2 separate regions of the Macaca mulatta genome follow, and region 1 is linked to region 2. The links are chromatin contacts, called in public Hi-C maps. All regions are on one chromosome and are shown on one strand. Each heading gives the region's core, a stretch centred on a gene start, on an enhancer-like site or on the middle of the called end of the contact. The rest is flanking DNA. Distances are from core to core; before and after follow the strand shown.

The links. Hi-C and Micro-C count contacts between places; a contact is called where the count stands out from the background.
Region 1: a contact with region 2 is called in a Hi-C map of CD4 T cells, with 6 times the contacts expected there. The contact joins the enhancer-like site here to the promoter of FKBP5 in region 2. A contact is called at or near these places in 6 of 14 Hi-C or Micro-C datasets (CD4 T cells, blood, cortical neurons and 2 more).

Annotation. Positions count from the first base shown.
Region 1 is chr4:146,667,934-146,673,375 of T2T-MMU8v2.0, reverse strand. All of the region lies in intron 7 of FKBP5 (FKBP prolyl isomerase 5), which reads right to left. Among named protein-coding and RNA genes, the nearest start is that of TULP1, 91 kb to the left of the region's middle. Within about 2 kb of position 2,100, at least 16 of the 40 cell types and tissues checked have an H3K27ac peak or open chromatin away from gene starts, as enhancers often do. A contact at or near this core is called in CD4 T cells, blood and liver, where this site is marked.
Region 2 is chr4:146,534,146-146,540,033 of T2T-MMU8v2.0, reverse strand. FKBP5 (FKBP prolyl isomerase 5) reads right to left here and starts at 1,953. Exons shown (of 13, transcript XM_078000277.1): 1 at 1,884-1,953. ARMC12 (armadillo repeat containing 12) reads left to right here and starts at 3,769. Exons shown (of 8, transcript XM_078000291.1): 1 at 3,769-4,514; 2 at 4,924-5,888.

The DNA of each region.
Region 1 (5,442 bases), core at 851-3,350, 130 kb before region 2:
GGATGGGGATACATTCTGAGAGATGTGTCATCAGGTATTCTCATCATTGTGGGAGCATCTTAGAATGTTCTTACACAAATCAAGATGGAGCAGCCTACTATAACCTAGGCTAAGTGGTATAGCGTATTGCTCCTGGGCTACAAATCGGTATAGCATGTTACTGTACTGAATATGGTAGGTAACTGTAACACGATGATAAGTATTTGCATATCTAAACATTGAGAAAGTAGAGTAAAAATAAGGAATTATAATTTCATAGGACCACTGTCCGATGTGCAATCTGCTGTTAAACAAAATGTTACGCAGCATATGACTGTACATGCATACTAGAGAGGTTCTACAAGGAGTCTGAGGTTTAAGATATTTTTATTGAATTTGCTGAGGGTGGTGACGCACACCTGTAAGTCCCACCTACTCAGGAGGCTGAGGTGGGAGGACTGCTTGAACCTAGGAGTTCGAGGCTGCATTGAGTTATTATTGCGGGAACTGCAATCCAGCCTGGGTGACAGAGTGAGACCCTGTCTCCATTAAAAAAAAAAAAGATATTTTTACTGGAGTAAAAATGGATGTTTCTAAAGAGGTTACGAGTTCTAAATATTTAAAACTCTGCCCAAGAAATTTAGACTAATAACATTTTTCATTTAAAAAAAAAAAAGATTTGCTGAGCAAAGTAAATTTCAGCTCACGTATTGTGGAATGTCTCAAGCATAGAGATTTATTGTCCTAGTAGCTCACAACTTAGTTGACAGATTTTTTTTGTCTGAAGTTTATTGTTGGAAGTATCATCTTCCTCCCTTAAGGAGAGTACATTTAGTGGGGGAGGAAATTATCAGTACATTTGTTGTGGCTTTTGGTTGATCGAGTTTGAATGTTTTCAAAACAGGAAATCCAGAGACTCTGCAAGGATTCCTGCCTGTGCGTTAGTTTCCTAGGCTGTTTTTCAGCTTGATGTATGTACTTGATATTAAAATTATATAAGCAATCTCAGAAGTTCTCTTTAGATGTGATAACCCATCATTAGTGAGGGAAAAAGACTGGCTACTAATAAACATGTTGGGAAAGATAAATGAAGTAACTGTGCCAAAAAAAAAAGTCAAACTGTAACAAAGGCATAATTAAGAAAGCAAAACATTCATTGTAGCTCGTCTTTCTCAGAGAGACAATAAATGACAGAACTAGTGTCTGATGCTGTAATAGGACAGTAAACATTTGTGGTAGCTCTTATAAATATTTTCTACTTTACATGTGGACTAATCTTTTTTTTCTTCTTCCTGGTAAATCTAACCCTTCAAAATTGGACCCTGTAGTACTATAAAATCTTAAACGGATACACATCCAGATACATACACCCCAGTTTATATAAAAAAACCAAAACCATCACTTTGTAATACTGATAATATTCGGAATGTCAGAGTAAAAGGAGGTATCACAGCCTCATGGTGAATACAGCCCATTGATTCTCTACATCTACAAGCAGCAAAGGGCATTGCTGGGTTAACTGGTTTCTAAACTTGGAACACTGATGTGACAAGTTCTACAAGACTGCTGACAAGAACTCACATACTACTTGGAGCCACGAAAGACTGCTGATTGCCACAGTCAGGGGCCCCACTTGCGGTAACAGATGCAGATGTGACTAGTTCCTATAGCTCCACTTATTCTTTTTAATGTTATCTTTAAAACTGCTACCAAAAAAGCCAAAACAAAACAAAAACCATGGCAGCTCTGGCTGTGGAAGACCTGTGGTTGCTTTTTGACCTGGCATCTTTTAGTGCAAATACTAACTTAATAAATATTTAATAATAACCATCATGACTCACTGGGAGTGCAGCCTCTAGGGCTCAGGAGGTCTGTTGCTAATCCCAAGCAGCATGATTTACGGGAAGTAAATCATCTATGACGTGCCCAAAGAGAATAAAAGTACATACAGGATGCTTCTACTTAGGGCTTTTTTGGTAGAGAAAGAAATAAACAAGTTAAAAAGAGACAACGTTTTTTTCCTGACTTAAAGACTATGTAACTTAAAGGGGGAGGGAGGTCCTCCAAATCCCCACAAACTCAAACCAAACCAAATTACCCAAGCTTAGCTGCGCAATCGGAGTGTAACCACATCAAGCGAGCTGCAAAACATCACTTAAACTGGAGCTCTGACTTATTGTTCTCTTACTGCCCTAGAGCAATTTTGTTTTGAAGAGCACAGAACACCCTGTTCTGAATGTGGCTGGCACATGAACTCGATGTGCTGACAGCAATTTGTACTCCGATTAAAATAGGGGGGAAAAAAGGAAAGAGAGTGCACAGCAGTAACAAAAATGAAATGCAAGAACCCCTAAACCATGCAATTTGTATTTTAGGAAGCAAAACTGAGAAAGAGGCTCCATAACTTAAAAAACAAAAAAAACCCAAAAAGCTGTAAATGCTCCAGCCTAAAGACATTAGCTCTGGTAAGTGTCTATTTTTCCTTTTCTAATTATAGTAGTTGGTGTCTGATAGCTTTGCACTCATTCTCAAAACAATTACTGGGTCATGGGGATCTGAATGGGAATGTTGTAATGGCATTACTACTAGACAAGACTGGTTATGTGGCCAGAGAAAACCAGGTTGTGACAGGTTACTCCCACTGAGCAAAGGTTTTCTCTGTTGGTTAATTCATGCCAAGTGAGCTTCTCTCTGCCTGTGTCTCCTGCCTAATAGAGCATGGTATCCAAGAGAGTAGGATCTTAATAACCCCCTGAAAAAGCAAGCAGAGATGGCTTTCTAAAAGCAGGAGAATAAGAGAAACACTTCCATCATGCATGGTGGTCAGATTTCCCCTAAACTGTCCCCCTTCCTCCTCTGCACCGTTTTGTATTATTTAGGATGAACACACACCACTGTAAGATTGCTTCTGGAACTGACGGACAGATGCTAGATGCTAACACGCATGAAACCTGGCTCCTGGAACTGAGTAACATTTATGCAAATGATTTCTTTTCCTTAGTCTAAACAAGAAGTACACATCTAGCAACAAATTCTCCACGAACACCAGCCCTTACCAGTCTTCCCTTCACACCACTATAGCACTTGCGTTAGACCTGGATTCCAGTCCCATTCTGGCACTTTGATTATGACTTTGGGCAAGGTAATTAAAGTGATTTGAAGCTCAGTTTCTTCACTGATAGAATGTGCATAATATACTAGCTAAATGATAATTGTGGAGAGGATTAAATTAGATACTGAATTACAGCTTTTAATCTAGCACCTGATATTCATTCATTCATTCATTCATTCATATGTTAGGGTGTCTATCATGTGAAAACGCTATCGTAAAGTGTGGATATACAGAGATGAACTACATGAATGTTAGCTGTAATTATTTTCCTCCACCTAGTGGTAAATTATACCAGATTAAACATGTTTGAGAGCTCTGTGTAAGAAAACATTTAATGGCTCAACACAGAAAGCTGTCAAAGTATGAATAAAATTCTTAGTAGGCAAAGGCAGTATCTTGTACTTCTTTTGTGCCTCACAATACCCAGCACAGAGTTCAGGGCCAGCAAGTAAATATTTATTTAGTGACTAATCTTAAAATAGGGCATTAAGGACAGGGTGGTAATTTTCACTAATTTATATAAATTTTCCTTTTTGACTCTATTAGTATTCCTATTTTAATAAATTCTAGGAAGCTATACAAATTCTATATTGACATGGAACCTTTGTTTTTTAATACTATTCTAAAATAAATGACCAACTGGCTGGAATTTTTTTTTTTTTTTTGTAACAACAGCAGCAGCAGCAGTAGCAACAGAAGACTGTTTTTTTTTCTTTTTTTGAGACAGAGTTTCGTTCTGTTGCCCAGACTGGAGTGTAGTGGTGTGATCTTGCCTCACTACAACCTCCACTTACTGCAACCTCTGCCTCCTGAGTTCAAGGAATTCTCGTGACTCGGACTCCCGAGTAGCTGGGACCACCATGCCCAGCTAATTTTTGTGTTTTTAGTAGAGACAGGGTTTCGCCATGTTGGCCAGGCTGGTCTTGAACTCCTGACCTCAAGTGATCCTCCTGCCTCGGCCTCCCAAAGTGCTGGGATTACAGGTGTGAGCCACTGTGCCCAGCCTCTTTATTTTTTTGTTTTGAGTTGGGGGTCTCACTCTGTTGCCCAGCCTGGAGTGCAGTGGTGTGATCATGGCTCATTGCAGCCTCACACTCGTGGACTCAAGCTATTCTCTTTCCTCAGCCTCCCTAGTAGCTGGGACTACAGGCACACACCACCACGCCTGGCTATTTTGTTGTTGTTGTTGTTAAGAATGGGGTCTCACCATGTTGCCAGGCTGGTCTCATACTCCTGGCCTCAAGCAATCCTCCCACCTTGGCTTCCCGAAGTGTTGGGATTACAAGCATGAGCCACCATGGCTGGCCAGAAAGACTTATTTTCTACTATGATTTTTATTCTACCTGAAGACTTGAAGATACCTTTTTGGAAGAAAGAAATTACATAAATCCAAAGTATTTGAAAGAATAAACACTGGCCACTTTAGACCAAGTACCGTTATGACATTATTTTGTGAAAACATATAATAAAGTGGTTCCAAGAATTTGCTCTCTGTTCCTGGACTTACATCCCAGGACATTCATAAATACTTCAAAAGCATATGAAAAACAAAAATGTAAAGTCTCACAGCTCCATCAGATCTCAATATGGGCAGATGTAATCTTTCCTCTATTTTCAATTTTTGGTACATTTTTGGTGTTTCATTTATAAAGAACATGTAGCTAGACATTATTGTTGTTCTCACTTTATAAGACCTTTTTCCTTTAATAGGTGACTTTACCCCATTCATATTTTTTGTAATCACTGACATGAGTGGTTTTATTCTTGTCTTAGGTTTTTCACACGATGTTTTCTTTTTCTTTTTCTTTTTTTTTTTTTTGAGACAGTCTCGCTCTGTCTGGTGAGCAGTGGTGCGATCTCGGCTCACTACAACCTCTGCCTCCCGGGTTCACGTCATTCTCCTGCCTCAGCCTCCCGAGTTACTTACAGGCGCCTGCCACCACGCCCAGCTAATTTTTTGTATTTTTAGTAGAGACAGGGTTTCACCATGTTAGCCAGGATGGTCTCGATCTCCTGACCTCATGATCTGCCTGCCTTGGCCTCCCAAAGTGCTGGGATTATAGGCGTGAGCCACCACGCCCGGCCAGTGTTTTCTTATTTTTTAAAACAACTTTTGCTCAATTGATGAAGTTTTCCTTGTTCCTCTATTTCCCCACTCCACATGGGGTGGTTTGGAAATTCTACATGCTATTCTTACTAGTACTTTCCATTAAAGTCTGAACAAATCATTTAAAGATATATATATATATATATACACACACACACACACACATATATTTATCAATGTTCAGAATCAGTCAGCATAAAGCATTCAATAAAATCCAACATCCCTTCATTATAAAAAAACCCTC
Region 2 (5,888 bases), core at 704-3,203:
TGTTCATTACTTTTCTCCTTCACCCTTTCCCCTCCAGCCCCATAGATTCCACCTTTGGCCCAAATTCTCACAGCAGCTGCTACACTGTCCTTTCTTTTTCCTTCCTCCTACACACCCTGCTGGAATAATCTTTCTCAAACATCATTTATTGTGTATGTTATCAACTTCAGACTCCTCAACCAAGCACAGTGAGTACACTAGCTAAGCTGTGTATTCTCTGTGAGATGGGACCTGAATTCACTCATGGCATGTCCAGGCCACAGGGTTGAGTGCAGTGCCTCCTGCACAGCAGGAGGGCAGCAAATGTTCCTCAAGTGACCCATCCATTTGGTGGTGTTCCCTTTCCACCGTTCCAATTCTCTCTCCTGCCTTGGTCTCCCCAGTCCCATCAAGCCTATTGGCTTCCCAATGCTCACTGGGGCCCTTTTGTTTTGAAGGGCCACTGTTTTTCATTTCCCCAAAATCTTAGGTGGCTGGAGGTGGGGAGCTGGTGGGGAAGGGAGAGGCCGACATCCAAGTTAATATCAGGAAGGTTGTGGCAAATACCAACTGCAAAACCTTGGGTGCAGAGCAGAATGAGGGCAGATGCCTGCTAGGAGTCCCTGTTCAGTAAGAGACAAAACCACAGAGGAGGGCAGAATGTGGAAAGGAGAGTGGCATAACTAGTGGCTTCCCTCTGAGCCTGTGAGCTGCCTTTAATCTTTTCCTTTTTTTTTCTTTTTTTGAGATTGAGTCTTGCTCTGTCGCCCAGGGTGGAGTGCAGTGGGGCGATCTCGGCTCATTGCAACCTCTGCCTCCCCAGTTCAAGCAATTCTCCTATCTGAGCCTCCCGAGTAGCTGGGACTTCAGTTGAACACCACCACGCCCAGCTAATATTTGCATTTTTAGTAGAGACGGGGTTTCACCATATTGGTCAGGCTGGTCTCAAACTCCTGACCTCAGGTGATCCACCCGCCTCAGCCTCCCAAAGTGCTGGGATTACAGGAGTGAGCTACCGTGCCCCACCTAATCTTTTTTATGTTTTATTGCTTAGTTATGTCCTGCAGTATTTTAAACCTCTTCTCCCATAGGCTGTAGGCTTTTTAATGGCAGGGACAGTGTCTTTTATTTATTTGACATCATCTACTTATTTTGAGAAGCAGGCACGAAATACTTTGGAGGGCACATAAAACTTGGGTCTGGATCCTGGTTCCAACACTTAGCTGTTTGGCCCTGGGTAAGTCTCTTAACCTCTCTGAGCCAGTTTCTTCGTCTGTAAAAGCCGCTAGTGACACTCGTTTTGCAGAATGAGGGGCAAAAATTACAGAGAATACAAAGCACCAGGAAAGTGCCTGTTGTACCCAATAGTTTATATTCCTTCCCCGTATGGTTGGAGCCTTTTCTGAATTGGGAGAAAGGTGTTCCTTAACTACTGCCCATACTGGGACACTTTAAACTTGAAAAGGGGCACTGTTAATAATTACGTCCGTTCCAGGGACGCAGAGCCACCCTACCGTAGTTCACAACAACTGGCAGGGTTCGGATGGCACGCAATATCCCAGTGCCTAAGCACAGCCCCAAGCATAACGCTCAATAAATGCCTGTTGAATCAAAGAGCGAACAGAAGCTGACCCTCACTCCGTTTTTTGGACATCATTGACTGAAGCAAATTGAAAAGCCCGCCCCTGCTGCGCCCCCACCCCCACCCCCACCCCGTCCCAGAGCCACCGGCAGCCTCAATTCCCTGAGGTCTGCCCTTCAGTAGCCCACCGTCCCGCCCCCGGTTGCCTTGACATCAGTGACGTCGCCGAGGGGCGTGGCCTCTCTCCATCCTCTGCTGGTGCCCTGGGCCCCTCCGCATCCGAACCTGGGGGGAGGATGAGGTTGGTGGCCCTTGACCCTACTCGCCCCCCGCCGGGCCAGCATCTAAGCCCGCCTGGCCGCCTTTCTTGGGCGCGCAGCTGTCTCGAGTGTGGGTACCCATCTCCACCCCCACCCTTACCCGGGTGAACTAGCGGGGGTTCTAGAGTGCCGGATCCCGGTGAGCCCTCTCCACCAGCTGCGGGCTAAAGGATCCTGAGAACCTGGGCCCAGCGCTCAGCTCAGGCCCGCCCCTTCCCGGTCAGCCCCCTCGCTCCACGTCCTGGGGGGCGGGCGGGAAGGATGGGACCCCCGCCCAGGAGGCGCACAGGCGCCAACGAGCGCGGGAGAGAAAGAGTTAAATTAGGTGCCGGCGCCGGGCGCGGCGCGAGTGGGGGAGGGGAGCGAAGAGAAAGTGAGAGCGGGGGCGGAGCGGGGACGGGAGCGAAAGAACATCCTGTGCCCGTCGCCGGATGCGCGCGGGGGGAGGAGGTAGTCCGGGGAGGGAGAGCAAGACGGGGGGAGGCCCGGGGCGGGGAAAGGCGCGGCCTCCTTCCCCCCCAACCTCCTCCTCTGGGGGCGCTGGCCCCCTCTGCTTCCCGCGCCTTAGCCGGAGCTACCCGGAGGCCCCAGGATCTGGTTCCTGGGCAGGAGTAAGCGCTAGCTGGGGAGAGATGATCTCGGAGAGTATGGGATGCACGTCAAGGCAGGGGCGGCCCCCAGCCTTTCATCTCTTGGTTTTCTGCAAGGGAAGCTCGCACGTGTTGAGCGTCCCCTGTGCACCGAAAGTACACACATTATCTTAGTCAGTCCTGACAGCGGCACTTCCAGGCAGTAGACAGGAATTCATAGACTCGCGTTCTAGAAGAGGAAACAGACTCAGATTATGGAATTTGTCCAAACCCCACACTGCTGGGATGTGAATGCAAGCCTGTCGGACTGCAAAGGGCTTTTCACTGGAGTTTAGGGTAGGGCAATTTCCCCTTAGCTTCTATGCGCACAAGTACTGGGCCGCTGCAGTATCACCCTCGGGAATGGCGGTGTCTTTTCGTAGAGGACCCCCAACAGCATCTGGCTGGAGCTTCTGTCATTAACTAGGCTCAAACAACCATTGCCAGGATATTGGTAAAGAGATGAGGAAGGGGCCTTAGGGTTCCACAGGTAGTTGGATGGTTCTTAGAAACACAGTTTAGGGGAATGTGTTGTAGCGCTCCTGCTCCTCTTTTAGGTATTTGTGGGGGCTTCAAAGAGGGTTCCAGAGTCACTCAAAGCAGTTACATGGATTACAGGAATTCGGATTGATTCACTTTAAGAAGACCAGGGAGGTCTGGTGTGGTGGTTTATGCCTGTAATCCCAGCACTTTGAGAGGCCGAGGCAGGCAGATCACCTGAGAGCAGGAGTTCGGGACCAGCCTGGCCGAAATGGTGAAATCCAATCCACTAAAAATACAAAAATTAACCAGGCGCGGTGGTGCACGCCTGTAGTTCCAGCTACTCGGCAAGCTGAGGCACAAGAATTGCTCGAACCTGGGAGGCCGAGTTTGCAGTGAGCCGAGATGGCGCCACTGCACTGCAACCTGGGAGACAGAGCCAGACTCGTATCAAAAAAAAAAAAAAGACAACGACTAGCGTGAGAGGTAGTGGGTAAGTGGAAGGAAGGGCTGACTCATGTGCTTTTCAGGCTGGGATGCATTGAGGGCTACCGTCTGTGTTCTCACTGCCTGCCCACACCCCACATGTTGTCCAGGTGAAACCTGCGGAGATAATTAGGATTATAGTCAACATTTGTTGAGCTCTGTGTGCTGGGCACTGTTCCAAGTGCTTTACTTAATCCTCGCAATCCCATGAAGTAAGTCTTATTGTTTCTATTTTACAGGTGGGGAAAATGAGGCACAAGGAGACCACAAAGCTAAATCCGTGACTAAACTGGTTTTGAGACGGAGTCTCCCTCTGTTGCCAGGATGGAGTGCAGTGGTGCGATCTCGATTCACTGCAACCTCCGCCTCGTGGGTTCAAGCAGTTCTGCCTCAGCCTCCTGAGTAGCTGGGATTACAGGTACACATCACCAGCTAATTTTTGTATTTTTTAGTAGAGACGCGGTTTCCCCATGTTGGCCAGGCTGGCCACTCTGACCTTGTGATCTGCCTGTCTCCGACTCCCAAAGTGCTGGGATTACAGGCTTGAGCCACCGCGCCCTGCCCTGAACTGGTTTTGAACCCTGGCTAGAACCCGTACTTATTTACTAAACTCAAATGTACTTAACATGATGAGAACATCGGCCTTGAAGGTAAAAATGCTGGCATAGATGGCAAAGAGGTGTGTGCTTGAGCAGCCCATGTCCTTTTCCTGGGTAAGGCAGGTAAGTAACTCACAGCTGGCTGTGTGTATTTTGGCTGTCAGACTTCTCTTTAACCAGTGGTTCCAGATTTCTGGATTTGACAGAAAAAGCAAGAAAACAAGTGAAAGCCAGGTTCCCATAAAGAGCTGCAGCTTTTAATTTATGCTCCCTAAGAGCACACAGAACGTACCTACCATCTATTATCACCATCATTAAAGAAAATACTTCTGTTTTTTTGAGACAGAGTCTGGCTCTGTCACCCAGGCTGGAGTGCAGTAGTGTGATCTCAACTCACTGCAACCTCTGCCTCCCAGGTTCAGGCAGTCCTGCCGCCTCAGCCTCCAGAGTAGCTGGGACTACAGAGATGCACCACCATGCTGAACTAATTTTTGTATTTTTTGTAGAGTGGGGGTTTTGCTTGAGCCCAGGCCAGGCTCGAAACTCCTGGGCTCAAGAGATCCACTCACCTCAGCCTCCCAAAGTGCTGAGACTACAAGTGTGAGCCACCACGCCTGACCTAATAAATACATTTTAATTCTCAAAATAGGAATGACATCATCTGAATCTGTTAGTCCCAGCCAGGCACGGTGGCTCATGCCTGTAATTCCAGCACTTTGGGAGGCCAAGGCGGATGGATTGCCTAAGCTCAGCTGTTCGAGACCAGACTGGGCAACATGGCAAAACCCTGTCTCTACCAAAAATACAAAAAATTAGCCCGGTGTGGTGGCGCATGCCTGTAGTCCCAGCTACTTGGAAGGCTGAGGCCAGAGGATTGCTTGAGTCTGGGAGGCAGAGGTTGCAGTGAACCAATATCACACCACTGAGCTCCAACCTGGGTGAGAGAGTGAGACCCCGTCTCAAAAAAGAGAAAAAAAAAAAAAAAAAAGAAGAAGAAGGAAAACAATTATTCCCAAGAAAAGATGGTCAATGGACTTTATGCCAACAAATAGATATTCCATTGTCTTTTTTTGTTGTACTGTGGACTAGTAAAAATGTCACTCTAGGAATAACTCTGCCTCTAATCTCTCTGAATCATTTGAGGGCAGAACCAGAAGAAATGGGCCTTAGGTGTGGCAGGAGGGAGTTAGGTTGCAGCCAAGAAAGAACACTTTTTGCAGGTCTTTAAAGAACAGGTGAGCCTTACATGTGCTTAGGAAGTGAGGGTTGCAGAATCAGCTCCATGGGATGGAGGGGCCAGTAACTCTGGGTCCCACCCTGGAGAAGGGCAGAGCAAGGACATTGCCTTGAAGAATTTATTCTCAGAGCCACCAAAGTAGTCTTGGAACCTAAATAACAGCTCCCATCAGGCAGCCGTTTTCTGCCCAGAGTTCAGTGGAGATGCGATGGGGTTGCATGGCAGTAGGGGGGCTTCGTGGGCTTCTACTCACCCCTCACCCTAGGGAGTTCATGCAGTCATCCACCTTGGGGCTGAGTGGAGTGCCAGGAATGACCCTTGAGGAGGATGAGGACAGGAAGAGAATGGCCACCCAGGAGTGTTGCTTGTTCCCCGCCTGCCGCCTAGGGTGTACTGGGCCAAGGCTCTGAGTGGGCAGGCCTGGCTGGCCATGGCATCATTGGATATGCTGTTTGCCTGTTTCTCTACCTCCTTCCATCCTGGGTGCAGCCCAGGACTCAGAGCCTTCTGTCCCCGTTCTCCCAGAAAAGGGCTCAGGGCCAGGTGGGTGAACACCTGTTCTGGTGCAGCATGCTC